Linked DNA regions of Gossypium hirsutum: region 1 is linked to region 2. The links are chromatin contacts, called in public Hi-C maps. All regions are on one chromosome and are shown on one strand. The core of a region is the stretch at or near the end of the contact, and the rest is flanking DNA. Distances in the headings are between cores, read along the strand shown. Region 1 holds the start of LOC107924703 (fimbrin-2). Region 2 holds the start of LOC107923616 (EPIDERMAL PATTERNING FACTOR-like protein 9).

Region 1 (6,778 bases), core at 75-2,574, 130 kb after region 2:
CTATTTCAACTTAATTTTATTTATTTTTTTAATAGTACAGAGCCTAAATTAATCCATTAATTAGTAAATGAACTAATTTGATCAAGTCCCTATAATAAAAGGACCTCTTAAGTACATTCGCTGCTAAAATAGGCATAGAAACACCAATGTTTTGAATTTAAACTTGAATATTGCATATGACATTATTAAAAAGAACAATTAAAAACTTCAAAAAGATTAAGGGATACCTTTATTATTACAAAAGCATAGAAATGTAAATACCAAAATGAAAGGTTCAACTGGTCAAAGTACTCTTTAACATCTTCGGAATCATCAAATTTGGGCCTGATTTATATATAATATTTTCAATCATCTATAAAATCGATAGCACTTCTATATGGGTTAGATTTTGTTTACGATTTGTAGCTTGATAATAGTGAGTCATTAGATAATAATAATATTTGATTATTTTAGATATATCAAATTTAAAAGATTGATTTTTAAAACTCTTAAAACTAAATTCTAAACTTGATTAAAAATATGAATGACTGAAGTTATTATTTTCCATACCTAAACCTTAGACCGAATAACCTTCATTATCTAAACTTTTCGTGATTAAGAAAAGCGAAGGGAGCAACCCCAACATTTCTCGTGGTTTCCATATAACATCTATGTGTATGTAATTTCCTCAATCTTTTTCTGTCAGTCTACAACATTATTTTCTTCTGAGTTCTTTTTATTCTTCTTTTCCCACTCTGAACGATAATCTTTTTGTTTTTATAAATCAGAGAAAAGAAATTATCTTGAAAAATTTCGTCCACGAAAAATTCCCTACTTGCCCAAAAAAATGTAAATTTATTTAACATATTTTACTAAAAAATTAAAAACAAAATCATAGTTTAAAATGAAGAAATAAATTTGAAAATCGTGACGCTATGCTCTTATAAAAAACTAATAAACTATAAATATCACTAGAATTTTAAATTGGTGTAAGAGTTTATAGGCTTTTATAATTTCATGCACCAATGATATTACAATAAATTAATCAGTGAGCTTATTTAGCTACTTAGTAGTTAGTAGTTTTAAGTAGATATTATAGAAATATTAATATCCACGTAAATATAAAATAGTTTTCCTAACTATTAATATATAAATATGAAATAATTATAATATAAGAGTTTAATTTATTATATCAGTTTTTAAAACAGAAATGAGGCAATAAATTTGAATTCTGGAAAGTGATATTCCTAAGTTGAAGCAAAAAGGGCCCATAGGGCTAAGGCCCACTCCCACCACTCATTTTTTAAAATAAATAAATAAAGGAGAGGACAAAATGGTCATAAAATTTGAATTTTCAAGTGAACAACTTTGAACTTTGACAGCTGCAACCCGTCCCATTCCCACAGTTCACTTCCCCTTCCATTCTTCATAGATTTTATATCTCTTAGCTCAAAAGGGAAGCAAATCCTCTAATATATACTACACAAATACAACTACTCCTAAGTTTTTAACATATCAATTAATATTTGTTGGATATGGCTGGTTATGTTGGCATTTTGGTCTCAGATCCATGGCTGCAAAACCAGTTCACTCAAGTCGAGCTTCGCAGCTTGAAAACTCACGTAAGTGAATGAATCATTCGATTTTTTTATCATTTTCTTTTTAGTTATGAATCTATTTTTCTCGTAACTGATTGTTTTTTTTCTTTTTCTTTTTGTTTTTATGTTTTTTTTTCTTTGTTTTGCAGTTTACAAGTATGAGAAGAGAGAGCGGGAAGCTAACGGTGGGAGACTTAGCATCCAGAATGTCGAGATTGAAAGTTGTGGGAGAGAATCTGAGCGAACAAGAACGAGCTGATTTCATTGCTGATTTGTATCCTAACTTGAACGATGAAGTCGATTTCGAGTTCTTTTTGAAGGTCACTTGATGTTTCTTTACCTCGAGTTTAAGATCTTTTTACTTGTTAAAGTTTGTTTGATTCTTTTTCTTTTCTCCTGAAAGTTTTGGCTTATGAAAATTTTGAATTTTGAGTGTTGCTCTGTTTTTTGATCGTAGCAATATTTCAAATTAACTTTTTCAGAAAAAGTTATTTTCTCTTTTCCCGTTTTATTTTATTGGCCAGGTAAATAGCATTAAACCAATCCTTTCTTTTAATGTATATCTTTCTTAACATATATCGCATTTTTTGGTGATCCAAACAGAAAAAAAGGAACTTTTAAGATGCTTTGAGGATTGACTAAGACTTAGGAGAGAAAAGCAAATGAGAGTTAAGTTAGATATATAAATATTTTATTTTGAACTATCTGGATTTTGATTTTGATTGGATAGGTTTACTTGAAACTTCATGCACATGCGAGCGCAAGAACAGGAAGTCCAGCAAAGAACTCTTCAGCATTCCTAAAGGCAGCTACAACTACTCTGCTTCACACCATTAGTGAATCCGAAAAGGCATCGTACGTTGCCCATATCAATAATTATCTTGCTCAAGATGGGTTCTTAAACAAATACTTACCTATTAATGCTTCCTCCAATGATCTCTTTGAGATTGTTAAAGATGGGGTTCTTCTTTGGTAAATGATTCTTTCAACTTTTAAAGCCGTTGAGTTTTTGCTTATGTGATGCAAAAATTTTGAAGCTTGTATACAATGTAAATACAGCAAGCTTATAAATGTAGCAGTTCCGGGCACAATTGATGAAAGGGCTATTAATACCAAGAGATTGCTCAATCCGTGGGAAAGAAATGAAAACCACACGCTATGTCTCAACTCTGCCAAGGCTATTGGCTGCACTGTAGTCAATATAGGGACGCAAGATTTCATTGAAGGAAGAGTATGAACATATTATACTGTTAATTGTTCCATTATTGAAATATAGTGTATTTGATGGTTGGATTTCCACTTGAGTTTAAGAAAGACTTTTGGTATCAGCAGTCTATTTTAAAGCATGCTTCATTCTAGTTGTTGTATGCTTGAGCCAATGTGGCTGTCTTAAAAGCTACTCTTGTGTTTCTAAACTGCTTTTCCACATGATAATGGGAGTTAGAAAGCTCATTGTTTCTCATTTGTGGCTTGGACTAGGTAGAGCATTCATCTAATACCCTGGTTATAAGCTCATTCTTCAATGGTCACCTTCTATTTTCTTGTAGCCCTTCATTTTTGGTTGTCTATTGTAATAATTTTAATGTGGTGATCTTAAAACCTATTTATGCTCCATCAGGCTGAATTATGGGTAAAACCTAAAAAGCATCACTTATGACTGTTATTATTTAAAATTTAGATTTTTCTAGTGATTGTTGATAATAATATCATCTCTCTGGTTCCTGTTACAGAGACATCTTGTGCTTGGGTTGATTTCTCAAATTATCAAGGTAACTTGATCTATCAAATAATTGGCTATCAAAAGTAATTAAGTTTTTTGCAACCTTGCTTCTTCTAAAAACATTGGTCAATCTTGCTAATGGTTATGCTATTTCAGATTCAACTATTGGCCGACCTGAACTTGAAGAAAACACCCCAGTTGGTGGAGCTTGTTGATGACAGTAAGGTTGGTTTGTATAACATTTTAAGAAAAAGTACAATTTGTAGGAAAATGAACTGTCTGATTTTGTTGTGTGATGAATTACGGTTAAATTAATATGCCCACTGTTTTAGAAATTTGTATTTCATTTACACTCCCCTTCTAGGTTTTAACAAACTAGACAGACCTCTGATGCCTTTTCTAGGTTTCTGTAGTCTTCTGAACATATTTGCCTGTTCTTAAATCAACAGGATGTGGAAGAATTGATGAGTTTACCACCAGAGAAGATCTTATTGAGGTGGATGAATTTTCAACTGAAGAAATCCCCATACAAGAAAATAGTCTCAAATTTCTCCACTGATGTAAAGGTAAACAAGAAATTCGTTTTTGAGCTTTTTAAATTTTCCATCAAATATCTTCTCTTATGCTTGTTATCCTCATATCTTACAATGTCCTACTCCTAAATCTGGCATAAATACTGTAACTAGATGTTTGTTTAACTTTTATTCCCATCTGTTTTTCCTATGTTCTTCATTTGTTAGCATCTAATATAAATTCAAACTTCTTAAAACCAACATAAAAAATTTAATGTGAAACTAAATTCTTAAAATGAGATATAACAGTATACAGTGCTTTTGCTTCCTCAATTTGTCTATACTAACGGTAAATGAAAGCAGTGACTTGGGTTAAGCTGCAACTTACAATAAGCTATAGATTTATTTTTCTGTCCGCCTGTGATTTATATATATAACCTGCAGGATGCAGAGGCTTATGCGCATCTATTAAATGTGCTTGCACCTGAGCATAGTAATCCTTCTACATTGACTGTCAAAGACCCATTTCAGAGAGCAAAGTTGGTTCTTGAACACGCAGATAGGATGGGATGTAAAAGATACTTAACTGCAAAGGATATTGTGGATGGTTCCCCGAATCTTAATCTTGCTTTCGTCGCCCATATTTTCCAGCACAGGTGAGACTTGATACCCATTTTCTAGCAATGTTTTTTTTTTTTTTTATAAGATGGGGATTGTGTTAATCATATTTGAACCCTGGACCTAATGTCCTTCAAATTTACGGATGTTTTTTCTAGCAACGACTTTTAGTTTAAATATAAAGTGATTCTTTTTTGTGCTTTTAATATTTACCATTCTGTGTTAATTTATCATCCTTTACATATATTGTCTGTTCAATCTGACAGCATATTAAAGCTTTCTTACAAGACATTTTCTAATACAAGTTCTGTGATTTGGTGCATTTCAATAGTTCGTACTATAAAATTTCAAACACATCAAGACTTTTATGCAACAATTATGGTGTGTTATAAGGTATTTCCATACACATCTACAACAATTAAAGATGAGGTTTGATTTGACACTTAACAAGTCTTTCATTTTCTAAAGCTTAGAAAGCTAGTTTTTTTCTCTGTGTCTATATATTCAACTTTTCCTCTATATAATTCTGTAGAATGTCAACTGTGTTATGGGGCATCAATTGATAGGAATTGAACTGTCAAAAAATCATTTGAATATTTCAAATATGCAAAAGAATACAAATTGATGGCTTATGACGTTTCTTCAATTAGTATAAAAGGAATATGAACTGTCCAAAAAACAATTTCAATATTTAACATACGTAGTGGAATCCAAATTGATGGCTTATGATGTTTTCTTCAATTAGTGTAAATTGTAATGAGTTCAAGATATAAAAGCTAAATACTGGTGTATTGTAACTGCAGGAACGGCCTTTCGACTCAAACAAAACAAATATCTTTTCTTGAAACTCTACCAGATGATGCCCAAGTTTCTAGAGAGGAAAGAGTATTTCGCTTCTGGATCAATAGTCTCGGAAATTCAACCTACATTGACAATGTCTTTGAAGATCTTAGAAATGGGTAAGTATTGTTCCCATGATCATAAGTGCATAAATCATATTAAATTCCATCATGGTGTCTTATCCTGAGCTGTTGATAAGAGAAAGGCTCCTTTGTGTTGGTGCTTTTGCGATCTGCATTTCTTATCCTTTAGCTTTTAACTCAATAGGGAAATTTGGACTGTTATTTCTGTTTCTGTTTCAAATTCCAGCATTTTAATAAACTACGTGAGATATAGCTCAGCGTGATTGAACTATCTATAAGCATTCTATTTAAAATCTTATAATAGTTACAAATATGTTTGTATCCTATATGCGAAATTAGTAAATCTTGCCCCTTTTTGAACTTTCATTTTATTCTTGATTCTCAAAATGAAGTGGTTAATTTGTTCCTCTGCAGGTGGATACTTTTGGAGACCCTTGACAAGGTGTCGCCTGGGATTGTTAATTGGAAGATTGCTAACAGGCCTCCTATTAAGTTGCCATTTAAGAAAGTAGAAAACTGTAACCAGGTGGTTAAAATAGGGAAACAATTAAAATTTTCCCTGGTTAATATTGCTGGAAATGACATTGTGCAAGGAAATAAAAAACTAATATTGGGTATGTGATCTACCATGAGAACTAATATTTGCTGTTTTGAAAGCAATTCAATTACCAATTTAGCATTCTTGAACTCAAATTGGAACTAGTTTAGTCCTGTCTTGACGGATTGAATGTTGGTTTTTGTGTTCAGCTTATTTGTGGCAATTGATGAGATACAACATTCTTCAACTTCTGAAGAACCTAAGATTCCATTCTCATGGAAAAGAAATTACTGATGTTGATATCCTCAGGTGGGCTAATACCAAAGTAAGCGATTCAGGAAGCCAAAGTCGCATGGACAGTTTCAAGGTATTCTCTCTATAGATGACTTTAAGTGCTAGTTTCTTTGGTTATATGTGAGCCTCTCAGTTCTATTCATGCCTAGTGAAATTAACACGACGCTTTTGATGCTTCTTTTTTGAGCCCTTGCTGCACATGACATTGTAAACTGTTTACAAATCAGCATGTATTAATTTAAACAACTCTTTTTGGATTTCCTCACGGTCATTCTTGTCCTTTAATTCAAAATGACTTGAGTGGAAGGGCGCCTTTCTAGGCATAGTAGAATTGCTTACAATCGAGTGGGGCGCGAATGACTTAAACTGGACTCAGTGAAATGGTTCTAGGATATACCAAATTTCTTGTAAAAGGCAATCTATTTTATATCTCATTGATTTCGGCTTTACAGGACAAGAGCTTGTCAGATGGTATATTTTTCCTTGAGCTTCTTAGTGCTGTTCAGCCTAGATCTGTAAATTGGAGTCTTGTTACTAAAGGAGTAACAGGTATGTTCTAATTGTTCTTTGACGAAATTCATTAGGTTTTCTTTAAA
Region 2 (6,401 bases), core at 3,242-5,741:
TGAAGTTCACTAAGTCAGGCTTCACTGCAGTTACGGGTTTGGATTTTTCTCTTGTTTCAATCTGTTGTGCTAATTCATTTGTTTTCTTCAGGTCCTGAACAGCAGCAGCAAGTGCTTCTCTATTGCTGTCACTTCTCTTGAGTTGTTCAACTAGACTTGATTTCTCCTGTATGGCAGCCTTAACAGTTTCCGGGCTAACACCATCAGCATCACTAACACCGATCGGCGACTCTTTCTTGCTTGTTTCTCCTAGAAGAGTTGTGACCTGAAACTTTTCACTGAACCCTTCAGGGTCTGTAGTTGTCATAATTGGCACTTGCACATGTAAAAATCCACGGTTCTGGAAGAATGTGTGGGATGCGAAATCTAAGGTGTTGCGAATTCGTGCAACGGATGCCACCTGCAACAAAAAATCATAGCAATTAAAGAGTAGCATACTAGGTTCAATCTTTAAGGTATTTTGTCTTATGACAGAATGTTGAGAAAAATAGCAATGTATGCAAAGAATACCGTAGTTGTCCTAGGACGAATATGGGGATAATCCCTTAAAGAATCAAGGGGTAATCTTTTCCTTGACAAAGGATACTTATCTTGCTCTACTGTCCCAACATGAAGAATCTTCTCCACTGTAAGCTCAATGGTTTGTTTTCCAAGTGCTGATGGATTTCCCAGTACACCTTGGGCTAATATACATGTTCCAGTTGGTAGAATCTGGCCGGCAGACACTGGAACTATAGCTGAATCTATCACAACCTGAGATTAGGAATTTTCATGATCAAGCAATCTATAAATAATCATTTCAAAGAAACAGAACAAAGCATAATTAGATTTGAGGGTTACCCTCAGACTTGAAACACAAGACCCATCGTTTATATCTAAAAGGAATATGGAAGGAGGAGGTGGTTTAGGAATCAAAGACTCCAACTTTTGTCGAACAGCTGGGGAACTAGCAGAGCCGCCCAAAACCCTGATAATGGTCCTGAAAAACGGGATTCGAGATTGAAGAATTTCCACGCAGGTAACGTCTTTAGTCCCATGAGAAGCAGCAGGGAAAGCATCGGCTGCCGCTGGGGGTGGTGATTGTGGCGGCGGAAGAGGCTCCTTCTTTACCTCCTTGGAAGATTTCACCCACCCTCCAACCACCACTGTGGTACCAACCAGCCCCGTCTCGCCATCACCACTTTCCAATATGGTTTTCAAGGCCACCCGGTTGGTGTACATCAAAGGCATCAATGGGGAGTTTTTCACCTGGGGTTCTTGAGATTCCATGCTTTATTACAGAAAAAAGAAGAAGAAGCTGAACTAGGAAGGGAATGGAGAGAAGTATGTGAGTAAACAAGGTTTATAAATGGCATGGTAGAGGAGGAGGGTGATGATATAGAGAGAGAAAAAGGGTGCTTTTCTTTGAGAAGGAAGAGAATGGGAAGCAAAGGAAAGGGATTGTTTGCCTGCATTGACATAGTTTTTTTTTTCTTGGGTGTAGATGATAATGGCGAGGCCAAGGGACATAAACAGGAGAGTAAGGCTTGGCGGCAAGGTTAGGTATTCTTCTAAAGTTGGGTATCCGCGGGATTTTCACACTCTCCAACTGTTTTACAAACATTAATCAAAGGTTTATTATACTTTTACCATTTTTCTTTTTATTACTTTTTTAATTTATTTTTTTTATTGGTGAATTATAATATTAGGACCAAAACCCCAACTGTCAACGTAACTAATATGGAATCATACTAATATGGAATTTATGTATTAAATTCCAACTGTCAACGCGACTCAAACTCAAATCATACCTGAAACAATAAACACCGAGGTTATTTTAATTTATGTATTAAATTAACTAATATGGAATTATGGATTGTTTCAATTGATTGAGAGCCGGCAAACGACTTCAAGTTATCAATAACCTATAACAAAATTAAATTCTATTAAAATTACATTATTTTTTAGGTTTTTTTCATTTTGACTTTAATTTTTTTTTCTATTATTTTGACCCTCAACTTTCAAATTTTAGTCAAAGTGTTTTTTTTACAAAATAATTGACTAAACTATTAATATTTTAACGAAATTGATGTGGCTACTTGCGTGGCAAATCATATGTACTTCGTTGCCGACGTGAATAATTATTTTTAACATTTTTATGAACCTTTTTGAAAATTATTGGTATTATTATTTCGAATTTTTATTAAATATTCGCAGATTACCATGTAAGCTATCATGCCATTGTTGTTAAAGTTTTAACATTTTAGTCAAGTTCTCCATCTAAAGGAAAACAATGACTAAAATTTAAAGATTGAGAGTCACATGGATTAAAAAAAGATCAAAATGACACAAGAAGTGGCTTTGTTTTACTATTTTATCTTTATAATTTTAAGGGAGAATATAATTTTTGGCCCCTAAATTTGGCAACTAGGTCCATTTTGGTCCTTAAAATTGACAACTAAATACATTTTGGTCCCTAAACTTGGATTCTATCAATATTTGATGATGTAACTAGTGTTATTGGAACAAGACCAGATTGAAAATTGATCGGTATCATAGTCTAAACAAAGGGGTTGAATTGATTGATTTGGAAACTATTTGAAATTGGTAAAAACGAAAAAAAATTTAAAGTTGAACATGTTGAACTAGTTTAATAAATTTTTTATTTTATTTTATTTTAGATTTTTATGAATTTTTAATTATTTATTTAATTCTTATCGGTCCAACGGTTGAATCGATCGAATTGATTGAATTGAGAATTGGTGATTTGACCTGTTTAACCACCAACTTGGTTATTAAAACATTGAATGTGACATTCTGAGATTATATCATATCATTGCCTAGAAATTTATATAAATTTTTTAATTTTCAAGTGATGATGTGGCACAACCTCAAAATGTCACTTTATCAAACTTTGATATTTTTCAAATTTAAATATAAAAGTAGACTTAATTATCAAGTTTAATACCAAAGTCAACTTAATTATCAAATTCAAAAACAAAAATTATATTATCCCTAATTTTAAATAAGCACAAAAAAAATAATTTTGGGAAATATGTAGTGAGTCTCATTGATGGGTTAGTCATGAAACATGACTCGTGCATTTCCCCCAAGGCCCAATACTCCACGCTATCATATCCAACTTTGGTTCTTATTTTCTTCTGTTTATCACTACTGGTTTTTTATAGAGGTGATTCATACAAAGGCATCACATTAAATATGAAGGACTTGATACAAACCCTGGTGTAATGGGGAAATTCTTCTTATGATGGAATAAGGAAGCATGGGTCTGATATGGAAGAAGTAGCATGATAAGCCACAGTCCACAGGGCAAGCACATGCCTGCCCACACACCATTTTCACTAACCTCGAACATATTGTCGGTTGACTTATTGCCTCTCGTACGTTCAAAAACACAAGTGAGTAGCCTGGAAGCATTGTTGATCTGGTTGGGATTTGAGTAAAAAGATATCTTTAAAAGAATTCTATTTTCCATTTCTTGGGAATTGTAGAGATGCAATATAGTAATTACTGTGGCATAGGACATTGTGGTACATTATCAATCAGTCTTTTCAATGACAAAAGTTAAATACTTTCTACAACATTCATCCAGGGATTGCATATGGTCGATGTTCTGGATGCTTCCTTTTTGTGGGGGCTGTTCCATTCATCTTAAGGGCAAAAATAAATTATTTCCTCACTATAAGTCTATAACTGTTCATTGGTTGTGTCATTAGTATAGATTTAAAAGTCATTTTAACGGACAAAAAGGTATGATAAAAAAAAACTCGAAAAATTGGTTTGAGTAAAATATAAGGTTAATTTTTATATGGTCAAGTTTTAGATAAAATTTTTTGTTTGGATTCTGAACCAACTTGAATATATTATATTAATTATATATCAAATAATAATTATATATATTTACATTTATATCAAATCACTAATTCAATAATAATTAAATTTATTATCTAAAACCTAAAAAAGATTTACCCAGCTAAATAATTCAACCCAAAATATAAAATTTTAAAAATTATATTTAATGTAATAAAATATTGATTATATTTATTTGTATTTTAAATATATTTATTTTATTTATAGTAGTTTTTTAATATAAATTAGAAAGTTTTTATTTTATTGTTTTTAGTGTATTTAGTATATTATATTTTAAAAAATATTTCCAAATAAAACTAATTTAAAAAAATTCAATTATGAGCAAGTCAAGTCAAGCTCGAGTTTATTTTTCTTAAATTGGACCGGGCTTGAGTAAAAAAGTAAATTTATTTTTTCAGGCTGGATCCGATTCTGATTTGAAAAATTTATCTAGATACCTTGTATAAACCGAACCCAACCTAGTAGCAACTCTAAGTACAACACACCTTAAGTTTCCCCTTTTAGCCCCCACCAAAATATCAAGCTCAATCCAATCCTTGAAGAAAGCAAAATGGGCATTTTTGTAACTCCAAAAGTCAATCCACTGCTCTCATGGTTTAGCCACCAACAAGCAAATCTATCGGCCTTGATGTTTGGGAACCTCTCATGTGTGCACCTCTGAGTCACTGAATGATTTGCCAGTCTATCTCTTTATGGTCATTAATTGACCACAAATCTCTTTAACTCCCCCCCCCCTCCCCTTTTTATCTCTCTCATTTATCCTACCATACATATTTGCCCTACAACTTCATCCCGTATATATTCACCTTCTAACTTTACAATACAAAGGCTACAATGGCCAACCTTAATCTAAGCTGCTTACACATGCTATTCTTCACCTTCTTCCTTGCAGCGCATGCAATACAAGGTAAAAAGTCTGCCCCCTTATACTCGAATATTGTATTTATATATCAGGGATATATTCTCTTCTATGTTGCTTTCTAAACAATGTTGCATACTTGGGTTGGCTGTTATGAACTTTTTTTATACGCTTATGGTTCAAATTTTTGCAGGATCTAGAACAACCCAAGTAATACTTCCTTTCCAACAAGGGGTCTATTTTTCTCCTCCATGGGACTTGCAGGTAAGGGAGTTTCACTTTCATTGCTTACTACAAAATCCCAGCATTTGCTTCACTTGTTTTACAAAATTCCAGACTTTCTGACTGAAACATTTCTGAAGCAACAGAGCAGCAATGAAGCAAAGATGAAAAGAAATTCAAGGAGATTGATGATTGGATCCACAGCTCCAACCTGCACTTACAATGAATGTAGAGGATGCAAATACAAATGTAGAGCTGAACAAGTCCCAGTGGAAGGAAACGACCCAATCAATAGTGCATACCACTACAAATGTGTTTGCCATAGACCATGATTCAAGTTTTGTTGCAAAGTTTGAAGGGACATGATGTCGTTTTATCCTTGAAGAACACATTGCACCTTAACAAATTTCCTGCTTCAAGGAAAGTTTATAATTAGTTTCTTGTTGGCATGTTATATCAAAGCTCTATAAAGTAATAGAAAATCAAGTAGCATTTGCCTTTAAAATTTTTCTTCTTTCATTTTTGTGAAACCAAGATTATTTGTGTTGATAAATTCCAGTCTTATTCATGCATATAATGATATTAGTCTTGAAGATTTATAACAAGGTTTATATTGCACCCTTTATAATTTGAATATTTACATATGATTTGCTTTTTCCCACATGGGTTGAGCTTATTTTTGTTACCTTTGGTCCAAAACAAAATGGAAGATAAGAACAACCTGAAACACTATACGATAACAACTTCTGGTTTTTGGGATTATTGCTTTGACAACGTGGCATTAATATAATAATCATATTTCAATATTACCATTAAGTAACTTATTGAATTGATGTCATAATCAATTAGGCATCAGTTCAATTGGATAATGATGAAAATAATTTTATTTTACAAAATATTATCATATTATTTTGAGTAAATTTTTGTCAAATATATAAATATATAATAGAGTTTATACCTAAATCTTTTATAATCTTTTACGGTCTAACAAATTCAGTAATGAGGTCTAAGATTCCGTATCAGTTGATGATGTGAGCAAAAGAAGAAGCTAACTGTTGAGCAAATTTATGGAGAATGCCGGTGTTAAGGGTTTCTTCAAGTGGAAGATTTTTTTGTCATTCGGCAAGTTGGAACATGTGGCAGCGGTCCCAAATATTAAAAGAAAAGCTAACAAAAGTTTTGCATGCCCTACTCTTTCTTTTTAGTTTTGAATCCATTAAAATTGCACAAAATGGCAAAATTGGAAACCAACAAAGAAGCCAGAAAGCTCATACGGGGGAGGCCCCATTTTCAGAGTATGCAAAACAAGCAAGACCCGCCAACATTTAAATATGCTTGATGGCATTTTGGCTCTCTTGCAGTCGTGGGCCTATGTTTCTCTGCTTACTACACATTCATGAATCCCTCACACAATTAAAATCTCTGCTCCCCACCTATGTGTTCTTTATCT

What was found. Hi-C and Micro-C count contacts between places; a contact is called where the count stands out from the background.
Region 1: a Hi-C map of leaf shows a contact between it and region 2, with 2.6 times the contacts expected there. The contact joins the promoter of LOC107924703 here to the promoter of LOC107923616 in region 2. A contact is called at or near these places in 2 of 34 Hi-C or Micro-C datasets (hypocotyl and leaf).

The regions. Positions count from the first base shown.
Region 1 is chrA11:17,593,406-17,600,183 of Gossypium_hirsutum_v2.1, forward strand. LOC107924703 (fimbrin-2) reads left to right here and starts at 1,325. Exons shown (of 15, transcript XM_016855262.2): 1 at 1,325-1,601; 2 at 1,727-1,897; 3 at 2,308-2,549; 4 at 2,637-2,808; 5 at 3,308-3,346; 6 at 3,454-3,522; 7 at 3,747-3,863; 8 at 4,254-4,465; 9 at 5,231-5,386; 10 at 5,765-5,964; 11 at 6,098-6,255; 12 at 6,635-6,731. The coding sequence starts at 1,515.
Region 2 is chrA11:17,457,920-17,464,320 of Gossypium_hirsutum_v2.1, forward strand. It overlaps LOC107923616 (EPIDERMAL PATTERNING FACTOR-like protein 9), which reads left to right and starts at 4,492. Exons shown (of 3, transcript XM_016853803.2): 1 at 4,492-4,777; 2 at 4,923-4,993; 3 at 5,098-5,451. The coding sequence starts at 4,705. The coding sequence ends at 5,283. LOC107912525 (asparagine--tRNA ligase, cytoplasmic 2) reads right to left here and starts at 1,561. Exons shown (of 8, transcript XM_016840735.2): 1 at 841-1,561; 2 at 511-753; 3 at 1-400. The coding sequence starts at 1,269.